7 separate regions of the Mus musculus genome follow, and regions 1, 2, 3, 4, 5 and 7 are each linked to region 6. A link is a contact called in public HiChIP or PLAC-seq and promoter capture Hi-C data. All regions are on one chromosome and are shown on one strand. The core of a region is the stretch at or near the end of the contact, and the rest is flanking DNA. Distances in the headings are between cores, read along the strand shown.

Region 1 (2,919 bases), core at 311-2,810, 470 kb before region 6:
TCATCTGCTTTTAGGTTTTATTTTTGCTTGACTGCTAGCAAGCTCAGATAGGAGCCCTGTGCTCACTCGCAGGCCTTTTCTGAGCCTGGCTTTTTTCCCCCACTCATCCTTATTCATTTCCGTCTGCTTTTGTGCCACGGCTGAGTTTTAATGGCTGTATCACTTTATCATCTCTCTGACTTTTATGTAAGCTGCCTGTAAGGCTGGCATAAATAATAAATGGATGTGTGAATGAACTTCCTGCTTGACACAAGGATGTGCCGCCTCTGCCTCACACTTCAGCCATGCCAACCTGGCCTCGTCAGCCCCCCTCCTCTGTTTACTTTGTGGCAGAGCTCCCCCAAGCCCTGGATTCACACACTATTCCCTTGCTCTTTATTCGAAGCCTTCCCCCACAGGCAGCGGTGGCAGTCTTACAGATCTCTCCCTACTGGTTTTTGCCAGCCTCTTCATTTCATCATTTCAGAGAGATCCTTCCAGACCTTACAAAACCCTACTTCCTCAAGTCCTCTGTGCCTCCACTGTTGGCCTATTCCACTCCCTCATCCCCTGCAGAAATCAGCTCCCTAAACTCCTAAGCTACTTGACAGCTATGAAACCCAGGCCCACACAAGCTATTTTTCCAGGTTTGCCCCCAGCCCACACCTCATCCTCCAAGACTACTATTGGATTCTTGCTCTCACCTTCCTAACTCAGTCCCTATACTTTGGTTAGCATTTACTTTATCAGAATCCCAGACACTCTTTGAAGATACTGCTCAAGGTACTCTTTCCCAAGGAGTCTATTCTGGCCCACCCCATCCCACAGCTCCTTGACATGCATATGTGGCTAGGCTGGCGTGGCCTCCCTCACTGCCGCTAGGGCAGAAGGGAAGCAAACTTAGGAAGAGGCTGCACTGAGCACAACTAGCCAGAGCAGGAGCTGGCTGAGGTCTTGAGTGGGCTGGAAACAGGAGACCTGGGGATTAGAGAAAGGTCCTGAAAACCTGACAAATCCCAGGATTGACATCAATCAGCCCCAGGTCCACTGAGTCAAGATAAGACGTGCAGGGTCTAGGATAATTCTCTAATCGAGCAGTTGTCATGGCACTAATCAAAAGAAGGAATGCAACAGAAGTTGCGGAGCTTTTCCACCAAACTGGGTCCCAAATAGCTTTCCCACTTCCACTTGGCTTGGGGGCGGGGGGGCAAAGTGAAGCTGCCAGTAGGCCTGTATTCAGCGCCCAAGCTCCGGCAGAATCCCCAGTGCCACTTGCCCGCTCCCGCGACCCAGCTGCCCGGCTCTTGCTTCCGGGGCCCAGCGCAGCCGTCCAGCCGGGGGCCGGAGGAGCGATCGACCCAGTTAGGCCTTTACCCAGGTTGCCTAGGCCCTGGTGCCCGTCGCCGTGGCCCGGAGGGAAGGAGGCCTGCGTCTCCCGCTGGCTCCGAGCTTCCCCGGCTCGCTCGGCACGGCGCGTCTAGGCCGCCTCCGCCCGCCAGCCAGCGCGCAGCCCGGCCCACTCTGGCACCCCGCCCGGTCTGGACACTGGAGGGCACTGAGCAAAGACCCGCAGAAGGGGGAATGGGGTGCTGGCGCGGGGCGGAGACTCCGGCCCCACCCGGTCTTCCCAGGGCCCAGGTTCCCGTACTGCCCCCTGCAGGTTCCCAAGCGTCAGGCCCAGCCGATGACCTCATCCACCTCCAAGTCTGGACTTGATGAAGCCCATTTTACAGATGAAGACACGGAAGCGTGGAAGAGAAAATGACTCGGGCGCAGGTCGTCCCTGTTGGAAGTAGATGATTCAGAAGAAAAGCTCCGGTCTAGGCCTTCCTTACACTTAGGTACTCATCCCCAGAGCATAATGACTTCCCTTCCTGCTCACAAACGTAGCTTACCTCCAGGCAGAAGACAGCCCTTCTTGGATCCTCCCCTTCTGTGTTATTCAGTCCCAAGACTCTAGAGGGGGGCCTCTGACCACTTTGGCCAGGAAGGAAGAATGGGTACCGACAGATAACTTCCTTCTCCAACCTGTTCTTCCTGTCTGACATCCCGTCATGGTTTTAGCCTTGGGACTTCCGTGTTCTAAAAACCCCAACCCTCATCCCTTCCATTCAAGGAACACCCAAGGTTCTCGTAACCAAGCTGACAGTGACCTTCAAACAAGGAACGCCTCCACATGCAAACACTGGTGTGCAATGTGCAAAGAACAGACATGAAGTAGAGAACTCAGAGAGAGAGGCTCCTCAGGGCCGGCTGGGAAGAGGCTTTTGTGGTCTACCCTCCATAGGAACAGAAGGCCAATGGTGATAATTTTATCTAGGCGATTGTCCATTTATTCCATGTGTGGTGTTAGGCCAGTACTGAACATTCACCCTGGGCTGCCAAGCAGAGCAAGTCATGCAGGGACCCACCATACTTGACAATGAATTTCTTCAGAAGTCGAGGCAAACTATTAGGAAAATTACTACCTGCCTCTAGCAGAGACTCTGACATTTGAACTGGCTGTTAAAAAGTCAGAATGAAAAAAGTCACTGGGCAGCATGGAAAAGGGCATATTTGCATTTTAAGAGATGTTCTTCTAAGATTGGAGAATGGCTCGGCCGTTAGGAGCACTGGCTGCTCTTCCAGAGGGCCTGGGTTCCATTCCCAGCATCTACACAGCAGCTCACAACCATCTGTAACTCCATTCTCAGTGGATCTGATGCCCTCTTCTGGCCTCTTCAGGCACTGCATGTATATGGTACACAAATACACATGCATGCAAAATACCCATACACATATTTATTTGTTTGTTTATTTGTTTATTTATTTATTGGTTTTTCGAGACAGGATTTCTCTGTATATCCCTGGCTGTCCTGAAACTCACTTTGTAGACCAGGCTGGCCTTGAACTCAGAAATCCACCTGCCTCTGCCTTCCAAGTGCTGGGATTAAAGGCGTG
Region 2 (2,700 bases), core at 102-2,601, 340 kb after region 6:
ATGATTGAAAAAGAGAAGGATCTGGCATTCAGGATGGCCTGAGTTGTTCCCCAAGATGGCCAAGCCACTCAAAGGGTCTGCTAGGAGAACAGCTTGCTCTCTGTATGATGGCAACCCTCACAGTCGGAGGAAACCTATACAGCAACATGGTGGGCGGAGCACTGGCCAGGGGAATCTCTGGAAGCAGCTAAAGGTGATCAATCAGCCAGGCTGCATCTGTACAGTAAGAGAAGAAGAAGTGAAACTTCTGTGTCCGAAACACAGCCTCAAGTTTTCTATTCTCCAAGTAATTGTGCTTTATTTACATAAAGCTGATTTCTCAGCAAATGCCTCTTGCCAGTCAAGATTTTTGTTGTTGTTTTGTTGTTGTTTAGATATAAGGGGTTCACAGTGTAGTCCAGGCTGGCTCCTCCTGCCTGAGCCTTCTGGGTGCTGAGATGTCCAGCATACACCACTAGGCCTGGCTGATTTGAGATCTTGCTTGCAGAGTTTGTAATCCAGAAGGGAGGTGACATCTGCAGGGACCTGAGATATGAGGCTCACCTGAGTGAGCTGCAAGTCTTTCCTTCTAGAAAAAAACTATACATACTGCAAGTAGGACAACTGTGTCAACCCCTCCACGGTTCCAGGACATCGCAGAAGAGGAGGCAGAATGTCAAAGCCAGAAGACAGGGATGCCGTGCTTCTGGATAGGACATGGCCCTGGTAATCATGTCCACACAGCAGCTGTGGCTACCTGCAGAAGACTTATATATGCACATACACAGGCACACATGGACACACACACACACAAATGAACAATGCACATAGACACACACTGGGACACACACACACACTGCAGGCACATAGGCACACTCAAGCTCACATACATACCACACACAGGCACACACATAGGCAAAGATGTACACATGTACACAGGCATCACCCCCACATACACACATCAGCGCACATGCATGTACATACACCACACAGTAGCATGCCCACACACTGTACACACAGGCACACACATGTATACATGCATGCATGCATATACACAGGCACACATAGGTGCACAGTGCACCCTCTATGCACAGACACCACACACACACACACACACACACACACAAGCAAGCATAGGACTAGCTGGGAAGAGGATCAGCAGGGATGAACTGGGAATAAGAGAGGGTGATGAGGGTGAATATGACCATCACAATACATTGAATACCATTTGTAAAATTGAAAAAAAAACCCATAATTTAAAAGTAATGGAAATATAAATGCAAATTGAGCAGTGACCTAGATGATTGAATGGAGAGCCTTGATTGGGAGGTTCCTGTTTCTGTTTCCGCAGCCACCACAGAAGGCATGCACATCTGTGTTGCTTTGAGCCTGATCTCCTGTGCTGGCAGAAGTCTCTCAGTTGGTGTGGGCGATGCTGTGGCAGGAGATCGCGGTGGACTGTTCTTCCTGGGCACTGTCATCTTGGGTAAGCAGTGACTTTGTGTGCTGTGAGCCGTTCTTTGAGCTGTTCTGAGGAGATGGCCAGTTGTCATTCAAAGGAAGGGTGGTGAGATGGGCATTGCTGTAGGATGAGGAGGCCGTGCATGGAATTCCCGGTCTCTGCAGGTGGGCTGCTGTGAGGTAGACCAGTAGGTGCAGCTTTAGTGTCTGTAGTGTACTTTGTGTGAAGGTTCTCAGAGAAAGAAGTAAGCCTTGCTTGTGGTAAGCACGGACGGGGTTGTTTAGAAGGTCTAGCTTTCCTGTTGCCGATGGCTTGAGACAGAATCGTGACTGCTTTTGAGCTCATGGCAGGACTCCTACCTCACTGTTTTCTCCCTGATCTGGATACGTCACCAAGGCAGTTTCCCAAGAGACTCGGACTATTTATTGTCTTTACTCATCACACCCTGACATAGCCTCCAGAAAGGCAGATGCAGGCCGGATGGTGACTAGATGCATGCTGGGCTGGAGGGAACAGGGAGGGATGTTCCCAAGGTCCCATCTGAGTACATGTAACCTAGGTTGTGTTTCAGAAGCCACGAAGCACCCCTCCACCCAATCTGTATTACTTGGTCTTAGAGGGAAAGTCAAGGGCATATTTCAAGAGGTTTGTATCACGCAGGGTGGCTATGAGGACTTGTGAACTTACAAATTTCTGAGAGCCCAAAAGTGCACAGGAACGAGCAGGGGACTTAGCATGGCAGCGGAGAGGGGCGTGCTTAAGAATGTCACACAGTTGTCTGATTTTATGGTCTTGGTTATTACCGGGGCAAATGGCTAGGAGACAGTCCCCGCTCTCCCATTGTCTTGCAATATTGTCATATCTGAGGGCCATTTTCATATTCTGTGTGGCATTCTCATTGTTACAAGTCTCTTTTCGGAAGCTTCCCTCCACTGCCATAATTATACCCAGGGGGAAAGTTTCTATTCATTGTTAATTGTAGGAAAGAGTTCCTGGTGGTTGCACACACCCTAGGACTGATAGGAGATTTTTGCCAGGAGTCACTGTGGAGGAGCCTTGAGCTTGGGTCAGATGCTCTGCCAGCAAGGGAAATGACTGACTGTGTGGTATCACCTGAAGGTTGTCTGCTGAGCTAAGTCAGTACCCAGAAAGGGAGCAGGGTAGGGAGGATAGCTTAACAGGCAAGGCGACTCTGAGTACGTCTGCTGGGATTTTAAAAGCCAAGATTTCATTTGTGTGTGTTTAGAATTCAGAATTTT
Region 3 (2,711 bases), core at 140-2,639, 400 kb after region 6:
TCAATGTAGGTAATAAATCAGGATAGAGGCGTGGTGGAGAACACCTTTCATCCCAGCACTCAGGAAGGGGAAGAAGAGGCAGGGCGATCTCTGAGTTCCAGGACAGTTTGGCCTACAGGGCTACACAGAGAACTCCTGTCTCAAAACCACCACCACTACAGCAATGACAGCAGGAACAGCAACTCAGGATCATTAAGTAAAGTTTATCTCCCATCCTCGGCCTCTGACTGCTTTTCCATGGTGGCCTAGAAGATGGGATTTCTTTTCAGACTCTTCCCCAGTCATCTTGCTTTTGTGACTGGTCCTGCAGCGACTGGGGTTCCACTCAGGAACCACCCACCTGCTTATCAAACTTATCCAAGAGGAGTCCAACTCAGCAACCCCTAGGGGAAACACTAGATTCTTGGATCCCCAGAACCCTTTAGAACTCAGAGGAGGTGTGTTCCCTGGACTCATGGGCTAGCATGAGGTCCCCTAAAACTAGGAGCCCAGGGCTGCCCTCCCTGTTGCCTAGCATTGAGGATGATGCTATTTTGCATCAGGAGGTAAATATCATGGGGTCACCATCCAGCAGACAGCAGAATTCTCCAGAAAAGTTGTGTGCTTTGTTCAGAGTTCTCCAGCAGCAAACACAGGGCATCAGAGCTGTTCAACTACCATGACAACCAACGAAGCAAAAGAAAACAAGGTTCTCCCCGCAGACAGTTAACATTCTGTATACAACCTCAATGGTCTCTTATGGCGCTGAAGCCTTTCAGGAACTCCGGGTTGGAAGATGGGTGGAGGGTGTGGCGAGGTGGAGGGTGTATTTCCAAGGTTTAACTGGTCTCCGGACAGTGAGGAGGATTTGTCCTGGAGGGTAGCTTGAGTAGTTGACTAGAGGTCTTGAGGGGGGACCTTCTTGGTGTTTACGGTTGCCTCCCCACCCCCGCCTCCCCGCGCTGGGGGCAAAGCACGCTGTCTCCAAGTGACTGCCTGCCAACCCTCTAAGAAGCAAAGAGTCTGTGCAGAAATGGGTTGGTGGGCGGCGTGCAGGAGACTTTGCAGGGGAAACTAGGTTTGCCACAGCCTAAAAGCCATCCGCAGAGCGAATGAGCGGCGCGGCTGGAGGCGACGCGTGTTGGTTCAGGGCTGTACCGGTCGTCCGCAGCGGGCAAGCCGGCACACGCCCACCGGCTGCGGCAGCGCCCGCTGCGGATGTCCTCCCGGCGGTCCCCGGAGAGGCAGCCGCTGCCCTTACTCGTGTTCTCTGAGCGGAACAAAAACAGCCTTCCAACAAACCTAAAAGCTCCACCTCTACTCCCCCGTGAACTCTTCTCCTAATTGGCAGCTCGGCGCTTGGGATGATGCGGGCGTCTGCGGGCTGGCCCTGCAGTGCCAAGCCGCAGCATTCCCGTCCCGCTGGAGAGGAAGAGGGCTGCCCAGGCTGGACCCTACGGCCGTGATACACGGCGCAACGGGCACTGTGCGAAACCGACGGGGACGCCGCCCCTCCTGCGGCTGGAGCGCTTCCAGAGCAGAGGCGCATCGCAGTGCCGCTCGCCCCGGCGTCCTCCCTTCAGCTCCGGCTCCTCCTCCCCCTTCCAGCCCCGGCTCCTGCAGCCGGCTCCAAGAGGCGGCGGGCGCGCCTCCCCCTCCTTGGTCTCCCCCTCGTCTCGCTCTCTCGCGGCTAACTTTCCGGAGCCCCGACCCGCGGCTCGGAGCTCCCCTGGCAGCTGCGGGGCCCACAGACGACCTCGGGTGGAGAGCCCGGCTGTCCCCACTATTCCATCCCAAGCCCCCGGAGCGCTCCAGAGAGAACAGGACCATGTCCCGGGCTGGGAACCGAGGCAATACTCAGGCGAGATGGCTGGGCACTGGGCTTTTGGGTAAGATAGCCCCAGCTTTGTCATTTCTCTCTCTCGCCTCTTTCTTAACCCCACCCCATCCTGAAGGAGGTGAAGAGAAGTGCCTTAGACAAGGTGGCACCAAATGATTGGGATGCCGGTCTTCCTCCGGACCCTTAGCTTTAAGACTATGTTCCCTGGGAACCTTGTGCATTTTCCCCAACCCCTGCCACCCGGGCAGTGAGTTTCTTGCTTTCTTTGATGCCTTTTGGAGCTAGGTGTTGGAGCTGCAGCAGGGAAATCCTCCTGAGACCGGAGTTAAGGCATGCTGGTGGGGTGGGGGCTGGGGTGTCTACTGCCTTGAGTGTGGGGGCTCCAGGGAGTTTGCAGGTGTAGCGGTGTCTGCCGCTCTTGCCTAGTACTATTGACTTGCTTGCTTCCCTGGCAGCAGGAAATGCTCCAATGGGGGACGAGGGTCTCCCTCCCGACTCTTCGCCAGGTTCTCCCCACTTCTTCCTTTCTGGTGTCCATTGCCACTCTTTCAAATGCTGGAAGGACTTAGAAGAACCCAGAGGACCACTCAAAGGCCACCTTTTCAGAAGGTCCTTGTCCCTCTTCCTTTAAAGGGTTTCTTTGGGGAAAGACCTGTTTGGCTTGCTACTGGCTTTTCATTTTGGGGAAGGCTGGGAAGAGAGAGGAGTCAGGCCCAGAGGACACAGAGGGTATAGACTCTTATGGCTATCTATTAATATTCACATGATGGTTTTGAGTGTCAAACTCCAAGAGATTAAGCAATGGTATTTATTAGTCCAGACCAGAATCTAATCTTCTACACAGCCTGACTTCCAATGTAAGCTGACTCCGTCTCTGGCACCTGTGCCTCTT
Region 4 (2,893 bases), core at 37-2,536, 340 kb before region 6:
GACTTCCGACTACGCCGGAGGCTGTCCGGGTGACTGCCCTTCCGGGATGGCGACAGTTCCACGGCCCAGGGACAGCGCTCTTGCAGATGCGGTGCCCTCGTGGCTGCAGCGCACAGTCTCCGCAGCTCTCTTGCTCCTGTCCCCAGGACCCGCAGTTCCCAGCCAGGAGTCGGGTGTCCCGGGTGGCTTGAGGACACGGGGTGCTCGGCAGGTGGCAAGCGGCGCCGCCTGCCCATCCTGACTGGCAGAGCCTAGGCTGCCAGAGCGAGGGGCCTCCCGAGGCTACGTGCGGCTTCTCTCGCCTACGCCTTGTGCTCCAGCGGCTGTGCAGCGGAGCAGAAAGCTGCGGTGGCGTGCTTCGGGGACCCACAGCCCCGCAGTACGGACCCCCTACTGATGTCGCAGGGTAATAGGGATCCAGAGGCAGTTCCAAGGGGGTCTCATCCAGACCTAAGCCCTAGGCGCGCCTTCTGCGTGTCATTGCAGGGTGAACTGAGGGGCTTGTCCCCCCGTTTAATTTTGCAACTACTGCAGTTATCTCGCTCCTTACCTACTGTTGTTCCTTGCACATTTCAGTGACAGAGGCCAGCCTTAGTGGAAAAAGGAGAATGGGAAATTCCAGAAATAAACGATAGGCTTTAAGAAACTTTTACTATGGTGCCTCATTGTGTTTTACTATTTACTTACTAGGTCTAATTTATGTATCTACCTTTTATCACTGTGTGTATAAGGAAAGTGTATGCGCTGTTCCCTACCACCATGAGGAGTTCAAGAAATATATCCCCCAATGAAGGGGATACCTATTAGGAAACTGTACTCCATTGTGTGCTAAGCATTTGGTGAAGGCTCAGCAGTGGGTGTGGGGTTGTTTTTAAGGTATGTGGTTGATTGAATGAACCTGGGGGGTAGGAACCGATCTAGTGCCTTTCACAATGTCCGGCAGCCTGGCACCGCAAAGGAACCTGAGAGAATGAGAAAGTTCATTGACCAAGGGAGTAGGGCTATACTGAGAGCTTGCTCTGCTCATCCTACCCGAGCCTCCCCTGGGCTTGTGCAGACAAAAGTAATTAGGCTGAGCCTTTAATCACAGCTGGCTTCACAGGCAAGAAGACTTGGGAAAGGAGGGAAGGGCAAGCAGTCCTGGGGACCCTCTCCTCCCCCGGTTTGGCTCTCAGTAACCTGTTTTCTTGTCTCTCTCAGGACACTGGGTTCCCTGGTTGCTGCCCCAGGCTTAATGATTGTCCAGAAGGCGGCTATAAAGAGCCTGGGTGGAGGAGAGAGAAAGCGCACAGAAAAACACAGCTCAGCAGATCCAGGCACTAAAGAGAGCTAGCTGCAAGCAGGAGCAGTCAAGAATCTGTGGTCAGAAGTACTGGAGTGGGCCAGCAGGGCCAGCTTTTTCTACCATGGCAGCCCAAGGCTACGGCTACTATCGCACTGTCATATTTGCGGCCATGTTTGGAGGCTACAGCCTGTACTATTTCAACCGCAAAACCTTCTCCTTTGTCATGCCCTCCTTGGTGGATGAGATCGCTCTGGACAAGGACGATTTGGGTAAGCCATGGAAGGGCAGGGTGGTGGGCTGTGGGATACACCATTTGGAGTATGGTTTGTCCAAGCATGGGGGGTTTCAAGCTTGTATCAGGTGGAGAGGCTGAGCTCCATGTGCCTGGGTGTGGGTGTACATGTGAAACCAGTGCTTAGCCGGTGTATATGCCTGGCACCCACACGTGCCCAGGAGGTGCTACTGGGAGCGGGTAGCAAGGTTTTCACACCTGTTCGTGCATGCTGCACCTGCAGGTCACGGTGAACACTGGGAGAGTAGCACCATGATTTGATGTGTCCTGCGTGCTACCTGCCAGGGGGAATAAGATCTTTGACTCTAGAGTCCTTCGCATTCAGACGTGTTTGGGCTTTTGGCGAGCATTCAGAGTGAGGTGGGAACTGCATATTCCAGGGGTAAAGAAAGAAAGAAATCCAAGAGGCTGAGAAGGTCCAAGTCAGCCTGGGCCTGTGATGCACGGCTCAGCAGGCAGGAGAGTGTCAAATCCGGGAAGGAACCTGTCTCACCCTGCCAGGCACCTGTACACACCTGACCCCTTACCTTCCTCCGCCCCTCCTGTGCCTCTGCCCTGTCCCTAACCCCTCAGGTGTCCTGCTCCCTGCTCCCCTTCGCTGCAGGGCTCATCACAAGCAGCCAGTCGGCAGCCTACGCCATCAGCAAGTTTGTGAGCGGGGTTCTGTCAGATCAGATGAGCGCCCGCTGGCTCTTCTCCTCTGGGCTGCTCCTGGTTGGTCTGGTCAACGTAGTCTTCTCATGGAGCTCCACAGTGTCAGCCTTTGCTGCTCTTTGGTTTCTTAATGGTCTGGCACAGGGGCTGGGCTGGCCCCCCTGTGGGAAGATCCTGAGGAAGGTGAGTGCATCTGATGAGCCTGAGGGGGAGGGCACCCAGTGGGCACTTGGGAGCACCTCTTCTTACACAACCCTTCCACCCCTAACCCATAGCAGGTTCCTTAGGAGTTCCCTGCCAGCTCCTGCTGCTGTTGGGATATTTTAGGAGCCTGAGGGTGGTGGGATCGGGTGGCAGACGAGGGACTGGGCTCCGCCAAGTAGAAGCACTCTTCCCTCATCCCTGTAATGTGAGTGTCTAGGTCTGCCACACTCGAGCTGCTCCTTCTGTGTGGCCTCTAAGCCAGGCACCTATTCTGTTCCCCTCTGCCTCACAGTGGTTTGAGCCATCCCAGTTTGGCACTTGGTGGGCTGTGTTGTCAACCAGCATGAACCTGGCTGGAAGTTTGGGACCTATCTTGGCAACGATCCTCGCCCAGAGCTACAGCTGGCGCAGCACACTGGCCCTGTCTGGGGCACTGTGTGTGGTTGTCTCCTTCTTCT
Region 5 (2,963 bases), core at 364-2,863, 360 kb before region 6:
TGAGTTCAGAGGAAAATATTCGCATTTTAAAAGGCCCTATGCACTTGTAATCACAGTGCTGTTGAGGTTGGAGTAGGGAAACTCACTGGGGCTTGGTGGGCACCAGCCTAGCTCCATGTTTCATGAGAGACCCTGTCTAAAAAAATAAATAAGGCAGAAATTGATAGAGCAGGACATCTAATGTTCTTTTCTGGACTCAGCACACACACACAAACACAAATGCCATATGTGTGTACAGCACACACAAAATGAAAAAAGCGAAACTCAACAGAATCGACAACTTACACATCTATCACTGGCAGATAAAGCCCACATTATGCACTGTTGTACACAATGTTGTACAGTAGTAACGAGGGAAATCCCACTGACACAGAAAATTCTTAGTTGAAAAATAGCAAATAATTGCTTTTTTTGTTATTGTTCGAAAAATGTTACTTTTCTAGAAAGAGATATGTGTATCATAATGAGCAGGAAGTTACATATCATGCTACAGATAAGAGTGGGAGGTTGTGTCAGGGGACTTACTTTTATTTATAAATCTTTTCTCTGGGTAGCAGTGTGTGTGTTTGGTTGGTTTCGTTTTTGAGACAGAGTTTCTCTGGGTAGCCTTGGTTGTTTGTTGTGGAACTTGCTCCGTAGACCAGGATGGCCTCAAGCAGGTAGAGATCTGCTTGCCTCTGCCTCCCAAGTGCTAAGATTAAGGCCACCACCACCAGTCCGTTCCTAATCTTTACATCACATGAATACTCATTTTTTAAAAAAAGATTTATTTATTATTATATGTAAGTACACTGTCTTTAGACACACTAGAAGAGGGAGGGCATCATATCTCATTATGGGTGGTTGTGAGCCACCCACCATGTGATTGCTGGGAATTGAACTCCGTACCTTTGGAAGAGCAGTCAGTGCTCTTACCCACTGAGCCATTTCACCAGCCCGAATACTCATTTCTTTTCTTAATTTTTGAACGGTGTTGTTGATGGAATCCAGAGCCTTAACTACGCCAGACAAGAGCTGTATCTCTGAGCTATTTTCCCAGCCCTGAACCATTCCTAAGAAGAAACAATGACGGTACCAAAGGTCAAGCCAATTAAAGTCTTATTTTTTAGTTTGCAATATCGTCTCTCGTACTATTGGGGTTCAGAGTTAAAGCCAATCCGTCACAAACACGGTTTATCTCCGGCCCATCAGCGAACATCATTCTTGTGGCTTAGGTTTTTCAATGAACCCATAAAGTTGGAGTGGTCCCCTGTTATCTTGCCCAAGTCCAGGGCACACGCATGCGCCTCTTCCGCGTCGCCGCAGCGAATGCAGCTCAGTATGATTCCGTCGCGCGGATGCCCCAGGTAACCGGAAGAAGGCCAAGGACTTCGCAATCCACGAGAGCACCTGCTCCCACGCGGGGTTCCGCTAGGGTTCCGCATCGAAGCGTCCGGCACCGATGCTGGCAGAAGTCCCGCGAGGAGTAACCCGGCCGCGAACCGTGACGTGGCCCAATCCGCAGCCAGCTCTGGCAGTTTCGTCCCAACCGGTACTCAGGCCCAGCTGCGTCCTCGAGGGGCGGGGCCGCAGAGGGGCGGGTCTTCTACGTGGACCAATGGGGTCTCGCGCCGGGTCTCGTGGGCGGTGCTAAGTGCGCGGCGCAGGGCCGAGCGGCAGGGGCGCCAATGAGCGTGCGCCGCGTCCGGGGCCGGCTGGTGCGCGAGACGCCGCTGAGAGGTTGGTGGCCACTGTAACAGTTTGCAAACGAAGGGGAGTTGTGAAGGGCCCGGGGTTGGGGTCGTGCTGCTGGCCGTGTGGGTACGTCCTCGCCGCCTTGATCCCGGAGCGAAGGACACAGGAGCTGAAGGCCAGAGGGAGCGGGGGTGAGGATGGAGCAGCCGTCGGGCCGCGGCTCCTAGGGGAGGCAGCGTGCTAGCTTCGGGGGCGGGCCGGTAGCCGGAGCGAGGGCCGCACGGACACCGGTCCCTTCGGTCCTGAAGTTCAGGCGCTGAGCTGCCCCCTCGCGCTCAGGGTGGGCCTGAATCCATTTCTGGGAGTGGGATCTTCCACCTTCGTCAGGTGAGGTTTAGGTGAACATCCACCCGGCTTGTAACCTTAGCCTGCACAACGTCTGCGTAGGCAGCGTGGCCCAGGAGTGGGATGGGCAAGGAGGGTGGGCTGGACAATGCTCAGGGAATTCAGAGAAGGGGACAAACCCTTCTGTGCCAGCCATCCCCAACGTCATCACCTTCCAGTTCCTGCCCAAGCTCAACCTGGCTTTCCCGGCCACCCGGGAACCCCAGGTGTGAGGTATTTGAGCCGATTTCGAGGGTCCTGGCCAAGCTCCAGGTGTCTGACAGGTACAGTGCTGTGGTGTGCCGATTGCTTACCTGTACGTAGACCGAAAAAAGGTCAACTCTTATTTGTCTAAGTAAGTGGTGGAGGGCCCTTTTGCTTCGGCCCGAATGTGAGACACTTGGGAGGATGTTTAAAATGATTGAAACTCCTCAGGAAGGAAGAGAAGAGGTCGAGCTGCTGTGCTTTTTTGCCAAAGTGCAACAGATAAGAATCTTTGAGCTTGTCTGTTCTGGGATGTGGTTCTGTTTCCTTCTTCATTCAGCATCCAGTTACAAGTGTTTTTCCTTTCCCATTAGGGTCACAATGGCAGCCACAGTAAGAAGGCAGAGGCCAAGGAGGCTACTCTGTTGGGCCTTGGTGGCTGTCCTCTTGGCAGACCTGTTGGCACTGAGCGGTATGTACCTGGCTAAGGTGTTAAAGAAGAATGGAAGGATAAGAGGGCACAAGGTGCCTACTCGAGTTTGGGGTTGCTGGATCTAGCCTTTTTCTTTGTCTTTGCCATGGAAAGCAGGCTGCTTCCATTGATTTGCCTTAGGAAGGCAGGAGGGTGTGGGAAGCAGAGAACTGACAGAGAAACCTACATTCTGTCTTCCCTTCAGACACATTGGCTGTGATGTCTGTAG
Region 6 (2,700 bases), core at 85-2,584:
GAAAAAGTCGCTTGTTTGCACAGCAGGGAAAGGGGGCGGCCTCGCAGCTGCAGGAAGGGGGCTGGCATGTGGAGGGAGGTGCGTGCGTGCGGGGAGGTTGCGTGAGTGGAGCAGTCTTCCCGGGCGACCCTTCCCAGCGCGTGGAGTGCGTGGTGTGAAGCGGACTAAGTGTGTGAAGTCGAGGCCCATGTGAGGATTCACGTGTGCACCCGTGGGGTGACACTGGACTGTCGGTGTGACGTGTCTTGCGGGTGCGCGGAGGTGAGGCGTGGGATGCTGTGCGTGGGAGCTGTGCGGACGCCCGTGTTAGTGGCCAGTTCTGTTTGTGTGACCGCTGTGGAGTGAGCCCGAAGTGCGATGAGTCAGTCTCCGGGAGCCTCCGGGACCGCTGAGCTAACGGGCCCAGAATGCAGCCCCACCCCGGCTCACTGGGTCCCCCGCCGGGCCGCGCAGTCGCGAGCCAAATCCCCGCTGCGCTGGCCTGGGCGGAAGCGTCCGCGGCGCCAGGGCAACCCCGCGCCCCACGACCCCACCCAGCCGCCTACCCTCGCTTCCCCATCCCGGGGGAGTCCGATGACGGCGCTCGACCTCGGCTGGGGAACTCCGCGCTGTTTTTGGATCCAGACCGCGGAGGCGGAGCGGGAGCCAACGGCTCAGTCATCCCAGGTCGCCGGGGACCCTCATAGATAACGGGGGTCCTGGAAAAGTGCCCAGGAGACCCTAGACATGGAAACCCCAGGATCCCTCCCTGACTCCCTCCCACGCCTCAGAGTTGAACTCCACATCTTTTTGAGTCCATCCAGGCAGCTGGAACGAGGACAAGAGCGGAGACGCCTAGGGGATCCCCCTTCCTGTGGTCCTGCTGATGTGGAGAGGAACCATGTGCGATGCTGTAGACAAGGTCCCGCGCGCGTACCCAACCCGAGACTGCAAGTGTGGGATACTGGCCATCGGGGTGCCCACAGGAGGATCTAGATCCCGCAAGACTTGGGGGGGGGGAATTCCTCCACTTAATACCAGGGCCCCCTCTGGCGGTGGCGCTGGCAACGACTCAGGAGGGCAAGAGCAAGCAGTTCGCCGAGGGCGGCCCACAAAGCCCCTTCCGCCAACGCACTCACCTGGCATGGCCCCCTTTTTCCGCACCTTTCTACCCAGTTCGCTGGGCCAGACTGGTCTCGTCTGGTCCCGGGGACTTTCCCTTCTGTAGACTCAGCCAGACGGCGAATGGAACCCCGAGGCATAGTGGGAGGGGCACGCTTACCTTGTGGGGAGTTGGGGGGACACCGGCCCCTTTGCCCAAGTGGGCCGCGGCGGCCTCAGGCTGGCGAAGACTCTGTTGCTTTTCCCCTGGAGCCAGCTGAGTAGGAGGAGAGGGAGACTGTCCCGCCCCGCTTCCCTGAGTCCCCGCCCCCATCCCGTCCTGTCCGCCTGGCCAGCTAGAGAAGACGCCCTTGTGGTGCTGGAGCCCAAGGCCCCCACCCAGCTTTTCCCACAGCAGCACCTCCCCCGCTTGCACAGCGCCCGCTTTGTTCATCTGTACAGCTGGGCTTTCCACCACCACCACCAGGGCCACCACCGTGCAAACTCTCCTCTCACCCTCCCCTTCCGACCCTCCTAGACCACCCTCCACTCTGGGCCTCGAAGCACTTCTTTATTTACCTCCGCCTACCCAAGATGCCTGAATCGTCCCCTGACTCCCCATGAGTCCTAGCGCAGCCCTACCACAGATGCTCAATTTCCTTTCAGAACATCAACTGAGGGCACCCAGGTCAGCCCCTACCCTTTGCTGTTCCAAGCCCCACCATAGAGAGTTGTCGATTTAATAATTGCACACCATGCTTCAGAAATGAACGTGAAGGCAAGGTCCGTTGAAAGTGTGCTGTAAGCCAAATGATGGTGGTCTTTTTCCCAGCACTCGGGAGGCAGAGGCAGGTGGATCTCTGTGAGTTCGAGACCAGACTGGTCTCAGAATGAGTTCAAGGACAGCCAGGGCTACACAAGAGAAACCCTGTCTCAAAAAACAAAAACAAACAAAAAAGTGTGGTGCAAACCACAGGACCCAGGAAAGCTGAATGGAGCCGGCCTTTTTGCCTCTGTCCATTCACCTCCACTAAAGAATTGTTGGGTTGCAGCTGGAGCTGGAGGCAGGGTAGAAAGACACCAGGTTGGCTGAAGAGTGGGAGTTTGAGGAAGAAAAGAGGGAGGGGGGCAGTCTATAAGCCCAGCCTGGCGAAGTCATTCAGCAGTCCAACCCGCACCCCGAAATCCAAGCTGACAGTGTAGCCGCACCTTGCAAAGCCTGCTCTTGCCCCAGGAGACGGCTGGGAGGCCTCATGGGAGCTGAACTCAGACTAGACTGGGCCTCTTTAACCTGCACTAAAGGATTGGCAGAGGCTTTTCCTCAGTGAAGGAACAAGCAGGAAGCCCCCAAGTCTGGCTTAAGGTCCAGATGGGATGGGTTGGAGAAAATTTAAAATGAAAGTCCTCTTTGGAATGGACAAACCCAGTTCTGTTCCAGTGGCTTTTGTTCTGTGTTCTCTCTCTCTCTCTCTCTCTCTCTCTCTCTCTCTCTCTCTCAGGAATGGCAGGAGACTGAACTGCAGGAATTTGGTCACTCATTGACAGAACTAGCATTAGTAGGGGGCATCCACAGCTGGCGATTAAACCTGAGACTGTGGAGCAATGAACAAGAGGGAGGAG
Region 7 (2,838 bases), core at 265-2,764, 500 kb before region 6:
GCTCTGAAACCTGGTATGGAGTGCAAGAGTGTTAATTCTCACACAAGACTTATTAAGCATTTATATAGCAGTTACATTGGCCAAGTGCTTCATAATCATTTTATTGGCTGTTTCTAGTCCAAAACAACCCATAGAGAACTTTACAGAAGAGGAACCTAGGCCCAGAGAGGAACCAAAGAAAACCAAATTTACTCCGGAGGAAATAACACCATTCACTTACATGCCGGGGCCTCCTAATCACATTTATCTGCAGTAGGAATGTTGAAAAAAATAATAACTGTGGTAAGAGTTAAGGAAACAGAGCACTGACTTCCAACAAAATGTTAAGACAAGATTGTGTATTCACGTTTAAGTACTGGGGCCAACTACAAGACTACATTATACAGGCTCAACTGTAAGGAAGTAAGATTCTCCTGATTGACAGACTTAAAGGGCTAACCATAGGCAACCCCACCCCCGCACCTGATTTTATAATGGCTATCAAAGGGGTCTTAAATAATAAGCAGGTAGGCCCGTTACAAAAATCAAACACTACAGCCCAGCGAAAAGCACCGAGAGCAAGCAGGAAGTTCTGTAGAAGTCAGACTATTAATTCAGCACGCTCAGTCAGTCCACCTTTCGAAAGATAATGGTTCTAACCAGAACTTGTGGTTTAACCAGTGCCTATCTCAGCAGCAGCGATGGATTACATCCAACACTTTGCAAGACAAAAACTTAAGCCATCCTTAGCGGAGAAGGGAAGTTCCTTCCTTCCCTGCCCCCATTTAAACCCACCTCTTTTTCTTTGATCTGTGTGCTACATCTTAATGAGAAAAAACTATAAGCTCACCCTGACCGCAGTCAGCCGGGCCGCCTCCTGAACCCAAGTCCCTCACCCAGGGCGACTCCTCTTCCAAACCCGGAGCCGTAGCCGGCAGATCCAACACACATCCCACCCCCAGCACCCCAGGCCCACCTCCCGGGGCTCACTCGACGACCCACATCCCCAAGCTCCGCACCCCCATCGCACTTCCGCCCGGGTGGCGCGGTGACCAGCCCTCCCCCAGCCCCCACCCCATCTTTGTCTGGCTCCCCCACACCTCAACGTTCCCAACTGCCAACGGCAGCCCTCCCTGGCGCCCCACCGCCCACGCCCACCCGGCGCCGCGCGCGCCCGCAGGCCGCTCACCTTGTCCATGAGCTTCCAGCACTTCTCCACCATCTTCTTGTCCACCGTGCAGGGAGGGTGCGGGCTGAGGTGGTGGTGGTGGTGGTGCGGCTGGAAGGCGTCCTTCATGAGCCCGATCAGGCCGCCCGCTCCCGAGCCCCCAGAGCCGCCGCCGCCGGCGCCCGAGCTCTTCTTCACGTTGCCGGCCATGGCCAGCGGAGGGTCGGGAGCCCGCTCGGCCGCGAGCGAGGGAATGGAGCCGGGCGAGAAGGAGGGGCCTCTCCGGCAACCACCGCCGGCGCTCGCAGCCCAGGGAGTGAGAGGGAGGCGCCCGCCCTGAGGCGCGCCCCTGCGCGGGCGCGAGCGCGGCCGGCGCAACGCGGGGGCGCGCGCCGGAGACGGGCAAGCACGGCACGCCGCGGCGACCCCCAACGCGCGCACGAGCTCGCGTGCACCCGCGTGCCCCGCGGCTCCCGGAAAGCCTCGACCAAGTTTCCGCGCCCACTGCTCCCGCCCTGACCCACTGGGACGGGCGGGGCGGAGCCCAAAGAAAACTCAGTGCCTGCGCCCTCTGCTGGAGAAGAGAGGAATGGAAGGAAAGAGGTGGGGTCCAAGGTAGAACCTGCGCACTAGGCAGAAGAGAAGCCTGGCCGTCCATGTTCGTTGTGGCCTGGGCTTGTTGCCTCCGGGAGTTGAGTCATGGCTGTGCTCGGATTAAGACGGGTAGGGATGGAAGGAGTCTTCTAAATGTGGATATTGAGCTTCGAGTTATCTGCCTCATCTTGTGGAAAGATGGAAAAAGAAAGCCAAAGTTCGTTTTCTTCCCCTTAGTGTTTTTATTTTTGTGGTGATTGGAATTGAACCTACGACCTCACACATCCTAGACAAGTACCCCACCTTGAGCTATATCCCTATTCCACCATCTTGTTTCACCATGTAGCCCTGGCTGCCTTGGAACTCGCTGTGTAGACCAGGGTGGCTCTGAACTCACAGAGATTCACATGCCTCTACCTCCCGAGCGCAGGGATTAAAAATCGCCTTGGTATTTATAACCCTCAAAGGTTGGGAATTCAGTTGCTGCAGCTTTTTGCAGACTAAGTCACATAAAGGTTTAAGGTTAAGGACACTCGCGTCTCACGCGCTTCTTCCAGACTTTTTAACCTTTTTAAAACAAGTAACTTCCTTTTGATCTTTTTCTTTCTGAAGAGCAATTCCTTTTCTGGGAACTGAATATGTACTTTAAAGATATTCTATTGCTCAGCGGAATGCGCTGGCGGCACGAGGCCCCGCCCACAGAGGCTGTGAGCCACTTGCATGGAGGGAACAGAAATTCAGCTCCCGGACACCTTCACTTCCCTAATCTTCAGACTTCACTAGAAGTACTTTGAAAATAGGAACTTCTTTTCCAAAGAAGAAGAAAGTACCCAACCTTGGTTTGCTAATATTTTTTTAGCTCCAAAACCATTTGGTGACATTAAGTACTCAGTTCTGCCACCAAGCCTTTGGCTGGTAGGTTGTTGAACTTGTCCAGTACTTGAAGAAAGAAAACAGTCTCTGAACACCAGAATTATTCAGTCCCACAACTTTGGGTTGCAAATCAGTCATTTTTTTTTTTTTTTTTCGAGACAGGGTTTCTCTGTGTAGTCCTGGCTGACCTGGAACTCACTCTGTAGACCAGGCTGGCCTCGAAC

What was found. Promoter capture Hi-C pulls out the DNA fragments that hold promoters and counts their contacts. HiChIP or PLAC-seq counts read pairs in DNA pulled down with a chosen protein or histone mark. Capture Hi-C pulls out chosen DNA fragments and counts their contacts.
Region 1: a contact with region 6 is called in a promoter capture Hi-C map of liver, with 2.8 times the contacts expected there. The contact joins the promoter of Nlrx1 here to the promoter of Phldb1 in region 6. A contact is called at or near these places in 1 of 39 promoter capture datasets (liver) and 1 of 115 datasets of contacts at active chromatin or transcription factors (craniofacial prominence).
Region 2: a contact with region 6 is called in an H3K4me3 HiChIP or PLAC-seq map of bone marrow-derived macrophages, with 2.6 times the contacts expected there. The contact joins the promoter of Jaml here to the promoter of Phldb1 in region 6. A contact is called at or near these places in 1 of 39 promoter capture datasets (stem cell-derived epiblast-like cells), 1 of 115 datasets of contacts at active chromatin or transcription factors (bone marrow-derived macrophages) and 2 of 9 other capture datasets (liver and pancreatic islet).
Region 3: a promoter capture Hi-C map of stem cell-derived epiblast-like cells shows a contact between it and region 6, with 6 times the contacts expected there. The contact joins the promoter of Scn4b here to the promoter of Phldb1 in region 6. A contact is called at or near these places in 5 of 39 promoter capture datasets (embryonic stem cells and stem cell-derived epiblast-like cells), 1 of 15 datasets of contacts at CTCF or cohesin (embryonic stem cells), 1 of 484 Hi-C or Micro-C datasets (CD4 T cells), 7 of 115 datasets of contacts at active chromatin or transcription factors (T-cell acute lymphoblastic leukemia, effector CD8 T cells, embryonic stem cells and 1 more) and 2 of 9 other capture datasets (embryonic stem cells and liver).
Region 4: a contact with region 6 is called in a promoter capture Hi-C map of adipose tissue. The contact joins the promoter of Slc37a4 here to the promoter of Phldb1 in region 6. A contact is called at or near these places in 3 of 39 promoter capture datasets (the HPC-7 cell line, cranial neural crest and neural stem cells), 1 of 484 Hi-C or Micro-C datasets (CD4 T cells), 14 of 115 datasets of contacts at active chromatin or transcription factors (the 230-238 cell line, DN3 thymocytes, bone marrow-derived macrophages and 11 more) and 3 of 9 other capture datasets (adipose tissue, liver and pancreatic islet).
Region 5: a contact with region 6 is called in an HNF4G HiChIP or PLAC-seq map of pancreatic cancer cells. The contact joins the promoter of Hyou1 here to the promoter of Phldb1 in region 6. A contact is called at or near these places in 1 of 484 Hi-C or Micro-C datasets (embryonic stem cells), 2 of 115 datasets of contacts at active chromatin or transcription factors (bone marrow-derived macrophages and pancreatic cancer cells) and 2 of 9 other capture datasets (adipose tissue and liver).
Region 7: an HNF4G HiChIP or PLAC-seq map of pancreatic cancer cells shows a contact between it and region 6. The contact joins the promoter of Cbl here to the promoter of Phldb1 in region 6. A contact is called at or near these places in 2 of 39 promoter capture datasets (both in liver), 1 of 484 Hi-C or Micro-C datasets (the HL-1 cell line), 2 of 115 datasets of contacts at active chromatin or transcription factors (bone marrow-derived macrophages and pancreatic cancer cells) and 2 of 9 other capture datasets (adipose tissue and liver).

Annotation. Positions count from the first base shown.
Region 1 is chr9:44,266,627-44,269,545 of GRCm38.p6, forward strand. Nlrx1 (NLR family member X1) reads right to left here and starts at 1,561. Exons shown (of 10, transcript NM_001163743.1): 1 at 1,354-1,561.
Region 2 is chr9:45,077,832-45,080,531 of GRCm38.p6, forward strand. It overlaps Jaml (junction adhesion molecule like), which reads left to right and starts at 1,352. Exons shown (of 11, transcript NM_001005421.4): 1 at 1,352-1,465.
Region 3 is chr9:45,137,235-45,139,945 of GRCm38.p6, forward strand. Scn4b (sodium channel, type IV, beta) reads left to right here and starts at 1,390. Exons shown (of 5, transcript NM_001013390.3): 1 at 1,390-1,868. The coding sequence starts at 1,808.
Region 4 is chr9:44,397,068-44,399,960 of GRCm38.p6, forward strand. It overlaps Slc37a4 (solute carrier family 37 (glucose-6-phosphate transporter), member 4), which reads left to right and starts at 1,287. Exons shown (of 8, transcript NM_008063.3): 1 at 1,287-1,554; 2 at 2,182-2,414; 3 at 2,728-2,893. The coding sequence starts at 1,407.
Region 5 is chr9:44,377,877-44,380,839 of GRCm38.p6, forward strand. It overlaps Hyou1 (hypoxia up-regulated 1), which reads left to right and starts at 1,614. Exons shown (of 26, transcript NM_021395.4): 1 at 1,614-1,719; 2 at 2,637-2,734; 3 at 2,940-2,963. The coding sequence starts at 2,644.
Region 6 is chr9:44,733,864-44,736,563 of GRCm38.p6, forward strand. Phldb1 (pleckstrin homology like domain, family B, member 1) reads right to left here and starts at 1,335. Exons shown (of 22, transcript NM_153537.4): 1 at 1,262-1,335.
Region 7 is chr9:44,232,532-44,235,369 of GRCm38.p6, forward strand. It overlaps Cbl (Casitas B-lineage lymphoma), which reads right to left and starts at 1,515. Exons shown (of 16, transcript NM_007619.2): 1 at 1,169-1,515. The coding sequence starts at 1,357.